Linked DNA regions of Sus scrofa: region 2 is linked to region 1. Evidence: chromatin contacts called from public Hi-C data. All regions are on one chromosome and are shown on one strand. The core of a region is the stretch at or near the end of the contact, and the rest is flanking DNA. Distances in the headings are between cores, read along the strand shown. Region 1 holds the start of SOX6 (transcription factor SOX-6). Region 2 overlaps SOX6 (transcription factor SOX-6).

Region 1 (7,954 bases), core at 3,152-5,651:
ATTCTAGAACTCTAAGTATGAATAAGTGAAGCTTTTCACTTATTATTGTCTTTTTTAAAATTTATTTTTATTACTCAAATTAATTTATCACATCTGTAGTTGTATAATGATCATAACAATCCAATTTCAATACTTATTGTCTTAAAAACATGAAATAACATGAAGCTGACCATTGATTGCAGATTCTCAATATTGTTGTCTTCTTCTGTCTCCTCACTTAAAAGATAAAATATACAAACCTAAAACAAAACGTCTTGATACAAACTTAAAAATTCAATAAAATTGAATGAGTTATTTAAATAATAGAAAATATGCAGATACTTGGAACACTGACTTATATTTTAGCTTTCATCTGTTTGGCTTTATGTAGATAATATCTTTATCTTATATATACAATTATGATTCATGCTGGACATAAAAGTAAGTTATAGAATAATTTTGCATAGCAATTATATCAAAAACTGATTTGAAGTTACGAAGTTTCTTCCAGACTTCAAAGTAAAATGTATAAAATACGTTATTTGGAATTGGTTTATAACTATAGACTATGTTTTTAAATAAAGCTTTTTAAAGATATATCTTTTGATAAATTAGAAAAGCTTTTAAAAATTTGATAGTTTGTTGGTTAATAAAATTATTTGAGGTAACAAATAGTATATGCCAAATAAAATGAATTAACATCATATGTAATTATCTTATATTTATATTACTTATATTTAACAGAATACTTATATTTAACAGAATGTACTTATATTTAACAGAATACTTCTGCTGACATATTTGGTAAAAAATTAATTTTCAGTATATGTACAAAAGGCTTTTATTTAAATGTATTAAATCACAAAAGTTTAAAAGATAGATCTTTAGTTAACACACTTAATTATTTGCTTTACACAAATTAGGCACTCAATAAATATTTAAATGTGAATTAAAAATATAGAAAATAGCAAAAGTCTTCAACGTAAGTGTAAATTTAAAAACACAAATGCAAACATACAAAGAAATTATCTATTTAGAAATTTTAAGAGTAGCAGTCTGGGATTTGGAAGAAAGATTTCTAAGTAAAAAATTTGAAAATTATATAATTTAGTCAAATTCAGTTTTTTAAAACAATGCTAGCATAATGCATAAAGCATAAAATTTCTGAGGTAAATTGTTAAACTTTTAAAGACTAGTAATATTAGTAAATTATTGTTTTATTCTTTGATATTAATCAGTGAGCAGTTTTACAGCATTACTTTTGTGTCCCTTGCTTGTCTTTTATTACACATTGGAATGGATCTATGTGATTTATCAATGTTTCTAGTGTGGCTAAATGTATAATGAATGGAGTGATAGTCATACTAGTGAGTTACAAACCTCAGATTTGGGAAGAGGTAAATGTCTCTTTAAACAGAGAATGGCACGTATGAAGAAATGCAAATGCTTTAACAATATTGTTTAATGATAAAAAGATGACATAATATCTCAGCAGAATGCTAGCAGGATACTTTGAATTTTAGTGAATAAAGTTTATTTCTGTGGTTAAATTACCCTAATACTCTATCAGATTTTTCCTTTCTGTGGTTTTTGTAATATTCGTGCCTACCTATATAATTATCTAGTTCACTTTTAGTTAGAAAAATAATTCTATGTATTATTGTAAGGCAAACATTTGGATAACTAATAAAAATTTCACTTTTCATATGGATCTTTTTATGGCATTAATTTTGGCAGCCTTAGGTTATAAAATAGTCATTGCTTTAATAATTTTTTCATATAGCATTTCAAAATATTAGGTATGGCATTTCAAAATATTAGGTCTGATGTGTATTTTGGGGGGGTGTTGGTAGAAGTTTATAATTTTCTGGTTTCTACCACATTCCTTCTTATGGTGGTTTTATTTCACTTTATTTTGCCATCGATATTCTATTTATAGTAAAATGAAGCCTGTATACTGAATAGTGACAACTTCTCCCATGTTGTTAGGATTTGATTTAAAGATCTCAGAATTGATGCCTGGCTGACTGCACATATGTCATGTATTCCAGTTTTGTAGTAATTGGCCTCTGATTTGATTTTTCTTTGTGAGGTTTCTACCCAGGCTTAGTTTCTGCCAGTTAAAGTAGACTTCATTTATATATCCCTTCCATTTAAGAGAAGAACTGCCAGGATTATGTTTGGTCAAACCAAGGTAAAACCCTCTGATATAAGGCTCTGGGGGCAATTCCTCCATGAGGTTGGCTCACCCTACTGCGACCAAGAAATGAGATGATTTGAGGGCTATTACGTACTTAAGGTTTTCATAGTGGATTAGAATAGCATTACTTAGCACAGGTGTTTCTATAATTGGGGTTCCCTGGGAAAATTCAGTACTGTATTCAGTAACCCTGAGCCTTCCACATGAGTGGACGAGTGATCCAATGTTAATTTGTTAGGCCATAGCATGAAATGGGGTCTGGCATGGGGCCTGTTGCTCCTTCTTTGAAAAGACATTTCCTCTTGTCCATCAGTAGTATTAGGTTGCTGTGGTTCTCTTTTAAAATATATTTCTATTATTATTATTATTTTTCTGACCAATATACTGAAGGGCCCCAGTTGGAGTCAGCAAGGGATGATTTATAGCCTCATATAGCACAAGATAGTTCCTAAGTGTAGTTTTTCTGGAAATAAATAAAATTATTTTTCCTCTCCTTTTGTAAAGCATTGCATTTGAAAATGCCTATGCACCCAAGTAACAGAGGAATGAGGAGGGCATCCTTTGGACACATCCTTCACAGGGGAGGATGGACTCGGAGTGGCCTTGAAGATGTCCCCAAGGCTTGGAGGCAGTATCCAGGCATAGCAAAGAACAACCACAAGTTAATTCAGAATTTAGCTAGAGTATGCTGAAGCCTGGCATCCTTATAATGCAAGGCATGAATACAGAATAAGGACAGTATACAAAAAAGGTTGCAATAGAGTGGGAAAGTTGAAAATCGCTGGTATAATTATCAATCATTATTTTTTTAAACCGAATCCATTGTTATACAATAAGAAGGACTGATTTCCCGAGAAATGGGCGACTGTAGAGCTAAGTGCCCAACCCTCAAGGCAGGCAGCTAGTTTGCTTGAACACATCCCTCAGGCGGTTCTCTTCCCGGAAGCTCGCTACTAGAGACCTCGGGTCTAGTTGCGTCCCTGAGTCCCTTTGTCTTCGGTCCCAAAAGTGGAGAGCAAGCAGAAGAAGAGCCCCAGGGAGTACAGAGTCCGAACTAAGCCGAGGTCGTTGCAAAAGGGAGCTTGGTCCTCGGTCGGGACCGGAGAGGCTGCTATGGCTCTTTGAAGCTGCCTCCACTCCTGGCTACTGCCCTGGGAGTTATTGCTTCAAGTTTAAGGCCGAAGCGCCTGCCTTGGAGCTGCAGACTTTGTCCTGGAGCTTTGCACTTTGCTTGGAGAATGCTCCTGTGCTCGATTTCCCGGCTATTGGTTTCACCTAACTTGCAGTTTTAGCCCTTACTCTTCTCAGCCTAAAGGGCAGGCCATGCCCTGCTCAGACCGTCCGCTCACGGGGTGCCCTCCCTTTGCTTTCCTTTGAAGTGGTCCCTTTCCTTTCTTTTAAAGCAGTTGCCACCGCTGCGGGGCCGGTGTCAGCCGAGTGGGTCTCCAGAAACCTGGAGCTGGGCGCAGTCTTCCACTCGACCTCAAGGTGGCGACTTAGGCACGTAAACAAAGCTCGGCCAAGCCGGACAGTTGGCACCCTCCCGGTTCATCCACGTATCATCCTAGTTTTCCCGCTGCTCTCAAGCGGGCTGAATTGACTGTTAAAGAGACTTGAGTTTAGATGAGTTCGGCCAGAATAGCCGAATGTGTATGTGTCTATGTGTTTGTGTGAGCGACCAAACGCGCGGAGGCGGCGGGAGGTGGTGATAGGGTGGAAACACTCAGCGGAACCCGTTTAGGACGCCACGATTCTCCCTTGCATCACCTGAACCCTCAGGCCAGGCAACTCAGCGGGCTGGGTCTTCCCGACCGCCCTGCAGTCCGACATGCCGCGACCAGTGTGCAACCGGCAGAGGGACGGAGGGTCTGGTGGCTGCCGCCAGCGGTAAAAGATTTGCTAATCTCGTTTCAGTGACACCCACAATTTATGAGTGGAGAGACCTGGAAAATAAAGCCCTATGTCGTGCCGTATCCTTCTCCGGGGTGCATGCCAGCTGATCTGAGGGGGAAGAGTCTCTGCGGGTGGGGAAGAGAGACACACAGACAGCAAAAGAATAAACGTGCGATAGCCACATTCTCTTACCTCCAGGACGAAAGGACACGGTTCCTAGAACTGAGATTTCCATAGTCAGTGTGCATCCCAGCTGTTTCTCCCGTAGGCTCTTTCCTGCCTAACACAGCCTTCTGACTAACTTGGACAAGGCTTGAGTTGCCCCCCTCCTTTTTTCCTCCCTTTTTTCTTTCCAGACATTCCCTAAACTCAACCCAGGGCAAATCCAGAAGTCGGTATAGTACAGAGCTTCCATTCAATCATGGGGAAAAAAAAATCCCGTTTACAGTTTCTCTCAGGCAGATGGAAGAAGTAGATGGTACGGGACTTGGAGGGGTGCATGGGGATGGCATGGGGTGTTGGTGACAGGGAAGCGCGATTTCTCTTAGGTCCCGGTGTTGCAGGTAAGGTTCTCAGATTCCAGCTGCCCTTAAGTCGAGCTTCAGTGGTGGGTGAAAGTAGAGGGCGATCCTCCTCTGATTAGAGAAGACTGGAGGAGGGTGGAGTGGTGGAGAAACTGACCCTGGACAGGCTCCACGGACACATTGTCTTCGTTCGTGTTTGTGCCCGCTCTATGCTGCTGCCTTTGGGAGCCTTTTCAGCAGGATAGTACACCCGAGGCTTCTCCCCTGTGTCCCCCCTTCTAAAATATGTTTAGAGATAAGTGAATATCCGTCTAAAATAAGTTAAAAGTCTTTCTCTGACTTTCCATTTGAGATGTCAAAAGGATTAAATAAATGAAACTTTATTTGACCGGGGAGTTTACCTAGAGACTTAACGACATCTCGGGTCTTTGGCCTTATTCTAATTCCACGGTGGTAATTACCCTTCGTTTCTTTAAGTGCAATAGATTTATTGCCTTAGAGACTATGCACAGTTTGATTGAATTATTCATTTTTTTTCTTTGGTGTAGACTGCATCTGGGGACTCTGATGTGACGTGTAGATTTTTTTTTTTCAGGAACAAAGGGAATGTGGAAATGAAAGAGAGAGGGAGAGAGAGGCTGGCAGATGTAATGAGACGCGGTGAAGGTGTACGCAGACTGGCACTCCCACTCCTCCCTTCTGCTCTCACTGCAGCCCTGGGTAACTCGCAGGCTAACACAAACAGCTTTTCTCCCGCAGCCTGCCCTCTGTCACTGTAAGTACATCAGCCTTCTCTTATCAGCATGCAGATTCCAGCCACGCACTCCCCTAGATTCGGCTTTGCACCTTAGACAGCAGAAGAACATTTAAAAATTAACTTTCCTAAGCCAGGAAAGACATGTCTGTAAAACTTATTTTTGATTTATCTTTATTTTTCTTTGAAAAAAGTTCATGCATTTTTACCACTTTTCCCTACCTCCTTTGTGGCGGTGCTGCTGCTTGCTACAGTCGCTACCGCTGTGGTCTTCCCAACAGGATGGTGCGCAGATTCAAATGAAATTTAATGTTATCCTCTATCCATTTAAAGTCGAGGGACAATGCCTGATCCTTTTGCAAAATGACATCTTAAAGAATGCAGGGCATTATTCAGTTTGTTTTTTGCTTTTGTTGTTGAAACATGAGTTCCGACCTCTTTGAGACAGAGTCCCAAGGGCACTGTTATTTGGGAGTTCGGGTTATTTGGCTACATCAAACTTAAATTTAGTGCGCTGGGCTACTGGAGTGTTGGTATGTTTGTTATCCCTGTTTAAGGAAATCAATTGCTAAAAGTTTTCTCCGGGCTGTAATTAAAGTTTTCAACTTCTTCCTCTTGGCTTTTTATACTCTTTTACTTATTCTTCGTTTCAGTAAAAGTTCTCATTCCCCGTGTTTTGGAAGTAAAGACATTAATATTTGCCCTATTTATACAATACCTATAAAGCCCTTCCTGAAGGAAGTTAGCGACCTTAAGATGAAGTCATGTAGTTCTGAATTGTCCTGACGGCTGGTCTAAGAAGACTTTCAAGGCGAGAATACAAGGTTTTAACCGTCGTTATGATTTTTGCGTAGGTGTTTTAAATATTAACTTCTCGAGCAGGATTCATTGCGTTGCCCTTCCCAAGTTCAGGGGGACCTCTCTCCAGGAACTGAGCGCGCCTTTCCTTTGCCGGTTCGCGCCTCTTCTCTGGAGGTGCGAGGCCAAACTTAGCAAAGCCGAGTTGCCTTTGCCGGTTGTCGTGCGCAGGGACACCCGGACAGCACCGAGGCAGCGGCAGCTGTGAGCAGGTAAGTCAGTTCTCACTCGCTCGCCCCTCCTTCCCTCCCTGGTTCCCCTTGCTCTGCACCCGGCGTTCTTGTGCCGCGCCGGGCTCCAACCCCCTGGGAAAGTGAACCCTAGTGCGCCCGGGATCTGGCAACGGTCCTGGGTGTCCTCCGGTCATTTCGGGAGTTCCTGGAACCCGCAGGCCATTGCAGACCAGGTGGAGAGTCCCGCACCTCAACTCGCTGCAGCGCTCTTTGCTTGCCCCTTGCACTGTGCTGTTGCGCTGGAAGATTGAAAGGAAACCCTAGGGCTCACCCCCGCCCCCAAGAGCCACGTGTCAACCCTTCCACAGCCTGAAGTGCAGCTCCAAGACCCCAAACTTTAGTTTCTTTCCTTTAGGGATTAATGTTGTGACTGGCTTGGGGTTCCTTCTTATCACTTTACTTTGGTATCAGTTTATTAGATAAAATCTAAAGAGGATTTCTGCCGCTCGTTTTCCGAAGGTCCACCGCGGCCCAGTAGCAGGGCCTTGGACACCGGAGATTTTGGTTGTCACCTTTTTTTTTTTTTTTTTGGCCTTCGCCGGTGGCCTGCAGCTGGCCCGCAGGGTCAGTCTTACTCCGAGATTTCCGAGTGCTGGGTGATTTAAAGAGACCGATGCGCTGGTACTTGCAAAGCCAAACTTGTCGCAGCAACTTTGAGGAACGCCAAGTCCTACCCTAGCGTTTCCGTCATGGATGTTTCACTCCCTTGATGGCTCTACCCTGAGGATTCAGGCTTTGGGACTTAATCACTCCCTCTTCTCTCCACCATAACTCTGCAGTCATTTAGGATAGGTCATTTAATTTTGACCTTTTTAGGCTTTGGAGGGATTTTTTGACTCCTTTGGTTGAGTTTCAGGACAGACAGCCAGAGGATCTGGAAGGGTAATGCTAGACCAGGTCACACTCATTCACAAGAACAAAATAAAACAAAAACAAAGTAAAAACCTAGAAGAGATCTGAGCCCTGTTTAGGAGAGCAACAACTGTCTGGGTTTGTCCCTTGGGCCTCTGAGGTCAAGCGGGCACTCCGGGGAGTTCTGGGAGCTAGGGTTGAAGGAGCTTGCATGAAAGGTGCCAAGCATTCTTTTCACCTGCTTTTAGGCTCTGGCATCTCGAGGCAGATTTTCCAAGTCCTGAAAATGTCTATGGACAGGGACCCAAGATTTCTGGTTGAGGACTTGCTATCCTCTCGGTCAATAGTCATCAAGTTACTTTAGCTTGCAGTCTCAAGCTTCCAGTCCTCAAGCATCATCTTTCCTCCTGGGGTAGAAGCACAGGCTTTTCCTCCTGACCCTCTTATCTGAGGTGCTCATCCCCATCACTATTCCTGTCTTTTTCCTTCTCTTGTCCGGAGTTCATATGAAACCAAACATGGAGTATATTTAAGAAGCCAATATATAACTAACAGACATCTTAGCTTCTTCCATCTTCTGTGCTTGCTTACTCTATTTCTTCATAGTTAATGGAACAAAGATGAGGCCTTCTCCCCTGCATCTTTTATCACTTAGTCTGTG
Region 2 (7,954 bases), core at 2,935-5,434, 410 kb after region 1:
TGGTACTAACATTTATAAGCTGATGTAAAAAAAGGACTTAAATTTTAAACTTGATTTTTAATTTTTTGTTCTATAACAATAAGGGATTTATCCTATCTTATTATTTTATCTAAATTCCAGTCTATTTTGAATTTTCTATGTTGACTTTGGGCCTGGGGACAAGTAGTTATAGTTTGTAAAGTTTAAAATAAAGAGTCTATTTTAGTTAATTTTTTTCAAGTTCTTCAGATTATGACCAAAAAAGGCTAGAGGGCTGATTTTGAAACTGTTATGGTGAAAGATGGTATTTGAAAACTTTTGATGAGGGAAATTGCTGCCGTATTTACATTTTGAAAAGTGTTTCCTTATTTACGCACTATTGACTTCCTATTGAGACTCAAAATTTTAAGTACAACTGGTAAAGAATTCAATGGATCAAACTTAGTAAATCTGAAGTCACTGGAATAAAGGCCCCTAAGAAAAAAAATGTGTCAATTTTAAAGGTCTTTCCTAACTGAAGACCATTTTGTGATAGAGCCAAAGGTTAATAAAATCAGTAGTGAATGTAGCAATTTTACAGATAAGCTATTCACAACAAGTGTAGTTACTTGAATAAAAAGCTAATTCAGTTCTAAAATGCCACATGCAGTAGCAGTGAATAGCTGCTTTTAGGTGCTTTCTGGAGGAGGATAAAATACAGAATCACGGCACTCTTCTCTTCCAGCGTCCCTGGCTGCCTGTAAATTGCTGTGAATGGGGCTGTGGGCTGACAGGCTCTATTAAGACAAACTGCCTTTCTCATCGGAGAGATAAAATAAATCAGGTGTTTAGTCAAATTAAAATACTTCAGCTGGAGCAGGCCCTGGGGAGCACTGATCCACCTGACTAATCTGAGAGAAACTCAAGACAGATGTGGTTTGGGGATAAAGACGACCCCATGGAAAAAAAAAAAAAAAAACAAAAAAACAACAACCAAAAAAAAAAAAAAAAAGAAAAAACCTGCTGCACTGTCTTTGGAGTTGGAGAATAGATACAGTTTATAGTGGAGAATGTCAGGCGTACACTGTGTGTGATATTGGATAAAAGCAGGCACCCTGGCTTGTAGAGAAGCTGTGTACGGAAGCTTTTTTTTTTTTTTCCTGGTTTATTAAACTACTTTTTTTTTTTTTTTTTTTGTGGGGGACAGACTATTTTCTGGCAATGATTTTTAGAGAATCATTTTAAGATAGCCTGAAAGATGATATAGGCAGCTACTGATGACCTCTGCTGGCCTGGGCAGATCCCCAGGATCTGATCTTTTTTTTCTAAGCTGATTTTATCAAACCACAAAACATAATTTAAGACAAGATCTTCTATGTAAACTTAGGCCACCTCATAAGGGCATTCTGTATGGTCGTTTGGTTTGCCTTCTGTAGTATGTATTTAGGTTTCCCCACTAGGTCCCATAAATTGTTTACTTTTTCAACAACTCTGAGGCAGTTGTAGTTCCTTTGCTCTGGCAAAGTTTCGCATTTATTAAACTAGTGTTTTTTAGATGAAATAAGTTGTGTTCACAAGTTGGTTGGTCAGCATGATTTAGACTTGTTATTTTTATTATAGCAGCATATACATTTGATATCAATTAAAGCAAAATGCAGCACCATGGATTTTAAGTATCTGGTTTAAACTACTAGATGTGAACAAATATAATGAGTATAGAACAGAAAAGTTACACACACACACACACACACACACACACACACACCTATTTTGTTGTGTGGTGTAAATTGATTTCTTGTTAATTTGACTCCCAAGGAACTAATAGATATATATTTTCCACTTTAGGGGTGATTTTAGATTTGTTACACTACTACATTTCATTCCAAATGCATTTGTTATGCCATTCACATCTATTCAAAATATATATGTGCTCTTCAAATTTAAGGAAAAGATAGTGACAGTTTTATATGAGTACCTTAACTCCTCAGTTAATAATACTTGTCCCTGGGATTCCTGCTGTGGAATAGTGGGTTAAGGATCTGGCGTCTATGCAGCAGCTTGGGTCACTGCTGATTCACAGGTTGAATCCTGGTGTGGTGCAGCAAGTTAAGGATCTGCCAGCAATGCTGAAGCTGTGACACAGGTTGAGGCTATGGCTTAGATTCGATTCCTGACCTGAGAACTTCCATATGCCATAAGTGCAGCCAAAATGTACACATGTATATGGCTTGTTTTCTTCTTAAACATCTATTTTTTAAGTTCAATGAAAGACATTTAGATGACACTGAATTTTTCCAATTAAAAAATTTGAGTGTAATGCTGATTTGTCAAAAGATTCAGTTAAATGGTGTTATTCTATAAATTCACATTTACATGTCTACACTTGGGCCTCCTGAACTTGGCTACACCTTCCTCTAAATATCTGTCTTGTTTGTAACTCTTATTTAGTTGTAGTTTATATTTTATGTGTGATTACTTAAGGTGAGAATAGTGAACTCTGCTTTTTCTTGCTCGGATACCAGTATCTTTAGTTCTTGATATAGTACCTGAGATTCAGGAAATATTTGTTTAATTAAAGTACAGCAGAAATTGGCACAACACTGTAAGTCAACTATAATTGAAAAAATTAGTGAAATGAGTAAAAAAGTAAATTTCATACTTGTATCTTCTCATTCCTATCTATGATTAGTATTTATATTAGTTGAGCTTGTTGTGCTTTGGATGAGATTTTATGATCCCTTCCAGGAACCTGATTTTATATTTTAATGTTTCTGGGTTGAGAAGTTCTTTCTTTTACCAAGCTGAAGTTCCTATTGCTGAAATAAAAACTCACCTAAAAACAATCGCTTTCAGTAGCCGGAAAGAACATCTGGCAACTGTCCTTGATACAGTATTTATTTCCTTATCAGTGGAGTATATTTTCTAACATCTTCTCACTGTCTTACTTTTTTTTTAAATGTTGATTTTAGTCCACCTTTCAGCTCAGTGAATCTTTAAGTGATTTGGGATATTGGCAGTTATTTCTTTATGTATTTCTTTGCTTATTTACTTTGAAGGACTTGAATTGGCATTAAGAATATCAAGATAGTTCTAAATATTGTGGCTTCTCTGCCAGTCTTACCTTGAAGGGATTATATACTAGTAAGTGATAGCCAGCATCTTCTGAAGGCTCCCTTTTTTCCATGGGCCCACTCAAAAAATAGGTCCACTCCTAATTAAAATGTTTTCAGTTTCTCACATTGTCCTGATACTTTCTTAGCAGGAATGGGAAGGGGGGGGGGGTTCATAAGGAGATTGGAAGTTTCCTCTTCCACAAACACAAAAAATCAGCAATCTTTATTTCCTTTGACAGCTGGTGGCATCTTTCTGAAAAGCTTTCAAATCGTAGATCATTTCTTCATAATGAAACCTGTGTGGCTCAAATACAGTGGGTTGAAATTCTTATCTTATGCTGCGGTAAAATGCTCTAATTTAGATTCACAAAAGGATTCTGTACCCTTTACTTAGGAGAGCTGTGCAATTTGCCCATAAATAGACTATTCAGCACCATTAGTGCATACCGTAAGTGTGCGGCAACATCACAACCTTTTCAACCTCAAATGTGTTTTTTCCCTTTGAAGAATGACAAATGACAAAGGGGTGAGGGGGCCCCCCAAGCAACATTGTTGCCTTTAAGGATGAACTTGGGAACTTTAGCTTGATCCTCTCACAGAAAAAAAAAAAAAAATCAGTTTCAATCCTTTCTTACCTGAGGGAAGGCAGTTTTTTTTGTTTGTTTTTGTTTTTTGGTTTTTTTCCCCCTCTCTGTAGAACTCATCCCATGGCCATGAGAGTGACCCCTGACTTCTGAGCTTCAGAGACAAATCATCGCACAATGGAAAATTTTTCTGAGGGCATTTATTAAGCACCTACTATGTCTTAGATCCTCTGTCAGTCACTGAGGGTAGAGATGACTATAGAATATTAATACAACCCATAGCTTCTAATCTTGGTACTAAATAGCATGACTCCTAGCTTGATCAGATAGATTTGGTTGGAGAGGGAAGGGGGAATGTGGTGAAAGGAAGAGAATGAAGTAGGTTGTTCTGCTTTGTTTTGTTTTGTTTTAAAGAGCGAGAAGGAAGAGTGAAAAATTTATTGGCAATGGTTCTTTTTCTTGGCAGGGGTGATGAGTAACCCTAGCTTTCATTCCAGTGCTACTCCCGAGCATTCCTGCACTCACAGTGACCTCCAGTTATTGTCCCAGAAATTTAAGTGTCTTAGGTAGACCCTTTCTAAATCTGCTCACCTTCCACTTCCTTCCTTCATTCAGACTTTTCTCAAACTTGTGAGATATCTTTTTGCTTCCATTTTAGGTACACCTGAGAGCCTGGCAGAAAAAGAACGGCAGCTCTCTACCATGATTACCCAGCTGATCAGTTTACGGGAGCAGCTCCTGGCAGCGCATGATGAACAGAAAAAACTGGCAGCCTCACAAATTGAGAAACAACGGCAGCAAATGGACCTTGCTCGCCAACAGCAAGAACAGGTGAGCCCTGCAAAAGGAGCTGACGAACTGCACTGGAGATGTGGAATGTGCCAAGCTCAGGGCGTAATCACATTGATTGGTTTATTTGTCATGAGGCTTCTTAGAAAAAGAAAAAAGAAAGAAAGGAAGAATGGGAGGAAGGAAGGAAGGAAGGAAAGAAGGAAGGAAGGAAGGAAGGAAGGAAGGAAGGAAGGAAGGAAGGAAGGAAGAAGCCCTCAGGAAATCCAGTCTGAGAATACTAAGGGGATGAGTGGAGGACAAAGAAAGGCATCATAGCAATTGGGAATGACTGAAATGATAACATGGTTCCAGAACAGTGGGATTTGATTAATTACTCAGGGGTACTTATTCATGCAGCCATCACATATAATCCCCCTGTAGCTTAACCATGAGTAAATTGCATCTCTCTGGGCCTTACTCTTATCATCCAGAGAAAGAAGATCCTAGTCTAGGAAAACTTTTGAGTTTTTCAGCTCACTGGTCCAAGCTAGGGTGACCATATGTCTCAGTTTTTCCGGAATAACTCTGGTGAATGTTTTCCAGGGCAATTATGAATACTCCCCTCTTCTACTTGCAAAGGTTGTTTTGGTTTGGACGATAAATAGTATGGTCACTTTATTTACAGCATAGGTAAATCATTGAAAACAAATTAACACATAGCTCCTGGAAGAATTTGACTTTCTTAATTTAGAAGTGAGAAAGAAGAAAAAAATAGCAAAGTTTAAGTATATATCTTTTAATAAATAAATCACTTTCCCAAATGTTTTTCCTGTCTTGTAGGAGTACACTAATCTAACAACAATGAGTAGTCCTTGATGCTTTAGATCAGACAGACCCAAATTAATGTGTAGTTTTTAGGAATCTGACATTATTACTGGAATTATCTTTTCAGTTAAATGTATTTTATAGGGGTATATAGAGCAATATATGCTCTGTTGATTTTAATGAGTTGTGACGTCTGGTATTTTATATGCTTGAATATTTGCCCACATGTAGGAATATGGACTCAGCCCCTAATGGAAAATAACATAAAGGAACACTGTAAAAAATCAGAAGTTAGAATGTCATTTAGCCATCCAGAGATGACACAGTAATTAACTATTGACACTTGTGAATAAGCTAGCACAAATTAATCTTGACACATTTGCAGACGAGTGATATCTTACAGTGAACACTTTGTAATTATATTTCAAAATGAAAATTAAATGACACTTAAAACTAGGTTGTCATGCTCAATGAAGCGAGCATGTAGCTCAACCGATTGGCAAATAAAATTCAGAATTTGAGCCACATGGTGCTTATGTACCATACTTCACTGTGTCAAACCCATACGTCTAGAGTGGATGATAGTAATTGCACTGTGGTGTTTTGGATGCATTTCTATGCAGCACTTTATCATTTAGGAGGGACCATCAATATTAGATGCCTAGTGGTGTTTCACTGGATTGCTAAGAGGAAATAAATATTCAGAGATTCATCCTATATACCTAGAGTTGCAGAGTGAGTTGTCCATTTCTGATTTGAATGGTGACAAGCAGAGTGGGCCTTTCTAACCTGATTAAATACTGTTTCCATTTTGCTTCTAAAGCTTTAGGGAGGAGTGGTCCCATTTCTCAAACTGTAGCCTATGTTAGAGGCAGCTTTATCATAACTTCCAGTATGAACCAGTCATCACCAGAAACCATAAAGCAGCATTTGGGGGAAGACTGCTATTTTGTCATCTTCTGCTGAAAGAAATGTGATTTGGATGTTTCCCTCTACTCTAGGCTAAAATATCAGTGGACTCAGGAAATACAGAGCTGATTCACACTCATTTCCACTTCCAGCATTACCCTTTCTAGAATAGAGACTTTTGGAAATAGAAGAAATAAGAAGTAAACAATACAACTCTTGCCTATAGGGCACCATTAAACCAAGTCCCTCTAAGTGCTCTCTGGCCACTCTTTCCTCTGGCTTCCTAAGTTGGCACTGTGTTGTCACTAAGGGGCATGCCCCTGGGCTTCAGGCTCCAGCAGCTCAGCTTTTGAGGTAATAAGTAGCCTGACACCTAACTCCTGTTTTATGGTAAACACCATTATCCTAAAGAAGTTGCTTGCTCTCCAGAGGGACAGATTCAGTATTCAGTAGGGCTTGCATTAAGTAGTTAACATTTCTTTTTATAGACCAGATGACGTGTTAAGACGTTGAATTTGATTGTTGGTAAAGCAAGGGAATACAGAACTTGTATGTGGGTCATGTGCTGTAAAACTAACACATCACCCTCAAAGAGATAACTGAATAAATATTAAATTTTGCTTGTTTTTAAAACTGCTTTGTACATTATACAGTACATCAACAAAAAAAAAGTTTCAGTTTTTTACTTTTGCAGTGTTTTTTGAAAGCTCCCTTGATAATATTTAAGGGTTATCAGTTTTTGAAAATCTTTACATCAGAAAAGTTTTCGCCAAAGTAGACCATATTATAAGTAACAGAAAGTTCTTTCCTATCTTTGCTTACAGACTTTACTTTCTAAACCCAAATTAAGCTCCTTAGAAAAATGTAGCCAGAGTTTTCCTGTTTTTATTCTCTCAGGATCAGATTTTGAAATCCCCATTCTTTCCAAATGACCAGCACAGATACAGATGAACTGCCCACAGATATAAGGGAGTAGTTTTCATATACAGGTAAAGATTTAGGGATAAGCAGAGAAATGGTACCTGTTGAAATATTTCCTTTTCTCCAACTTTTTGCTTCTGCCTCTCTTACTTTATAGGAACTCTTTCACAGAGATGTGCAGTAATGTATGCTTGTAACACCAGGAGAGATACCTAAGATAATGGCAAAGGTGCAAGCATTTCATTTTAATTTAATGAAACTTTATTTCTGATAGATTGCAAGACAACAGCAGCAACTTCTGCAACAGCAGCACAAAATTAATCTCCTGCAGCAACAGATCCAGGTCAGTGTATTTTATTACTCTCGTCTGATTATACTTGGATACTTTCCTCCTTGAAAATGGAATTTAAAATACTGCAAATGCACCCTTCTCTTATAAACATCACCAATAGGGCTGTGATTCAAGGATGTTGTATACAATTGTATAAGTGGATGTAGGAAATATCGACTGGTGGTGGTCTAAGCATTCTTTTCTGATGTGATGGTGTAAGCAGAATAAATCTTTTTTTTTCTTTCTCCCATTTGTCTAACACAACCTGGTGGAAACCTAATGATTTCCAAGATAGCATCCACATGCTAGTTGTATTTACCATCTAATGCTATCATGGGTAGAAGCGTATTTGCTTGTTAGGACTATCTGATTGGGCCAATGATGAGAAGGATCTTATGACCTAGGAAAAGGTTGGTAAAAAATAATAAATTTGTCCTTTAACAGATATTAGCTTCATTTCTGCTGGGTGCTGAGGGGAATATAAAGTTTAGTAAATAATTGTCTGTCTTCCAGAAGCATATAGTCTAGGGAGTTCCCATCGT

Evidence for each region. Hi-C and Micro-C count contacts between places; a contact is called where the count stands out from the background.
Region 2: a Hi-C map of skeletal muscle shows a contact between it and region 1, with 4 times the contacts expected there. The contact joins the enhancer-like site here to the promoter of SOX6 in region 1. A contact is called at or near these places in 4 of 47 Hi-C or Micro-C datasets (embryonic fibroblasts, liver and skeletal muscle) and 1 of 2 datasets of contacts at active chromatin or transcription factors (skeletal muscle).

Annotation. Positions count from the first base shown.
Region 1 is chr2:42,442,990-42,450,943 of Sscrofa11.1, forward strand. SOX6 (transcription factor SOX-6) reads left to right here and starts at 4,402. Exons shown (of 18, transcript XM_021085342.1): 1 at 4,402-4,550; 2 at 5,192-5,371.
Region 2 is chr2:42,857,442-42,865,395 of Sscrofa11.1, forward strand. It overlaps SOX6 (transcription factor SOX-6), which reads left to right. Exons shown (of 18, transcript XM_021085342.1): 7 at 4,314-4,486; 8 at 7,356-7,424. Among named protein-coding and RNA genes, the nearest start is that of SOX6, 410 kb to the left of the region's middle. Within about 2 kb of position 4,185, at least 2 of the 83 cell types and tissues checked have an H3K27ac peak or open chromatin away from gene starts, as enhancers often do. A contact at or near this core is called in skeletal muscle, where this site is marked.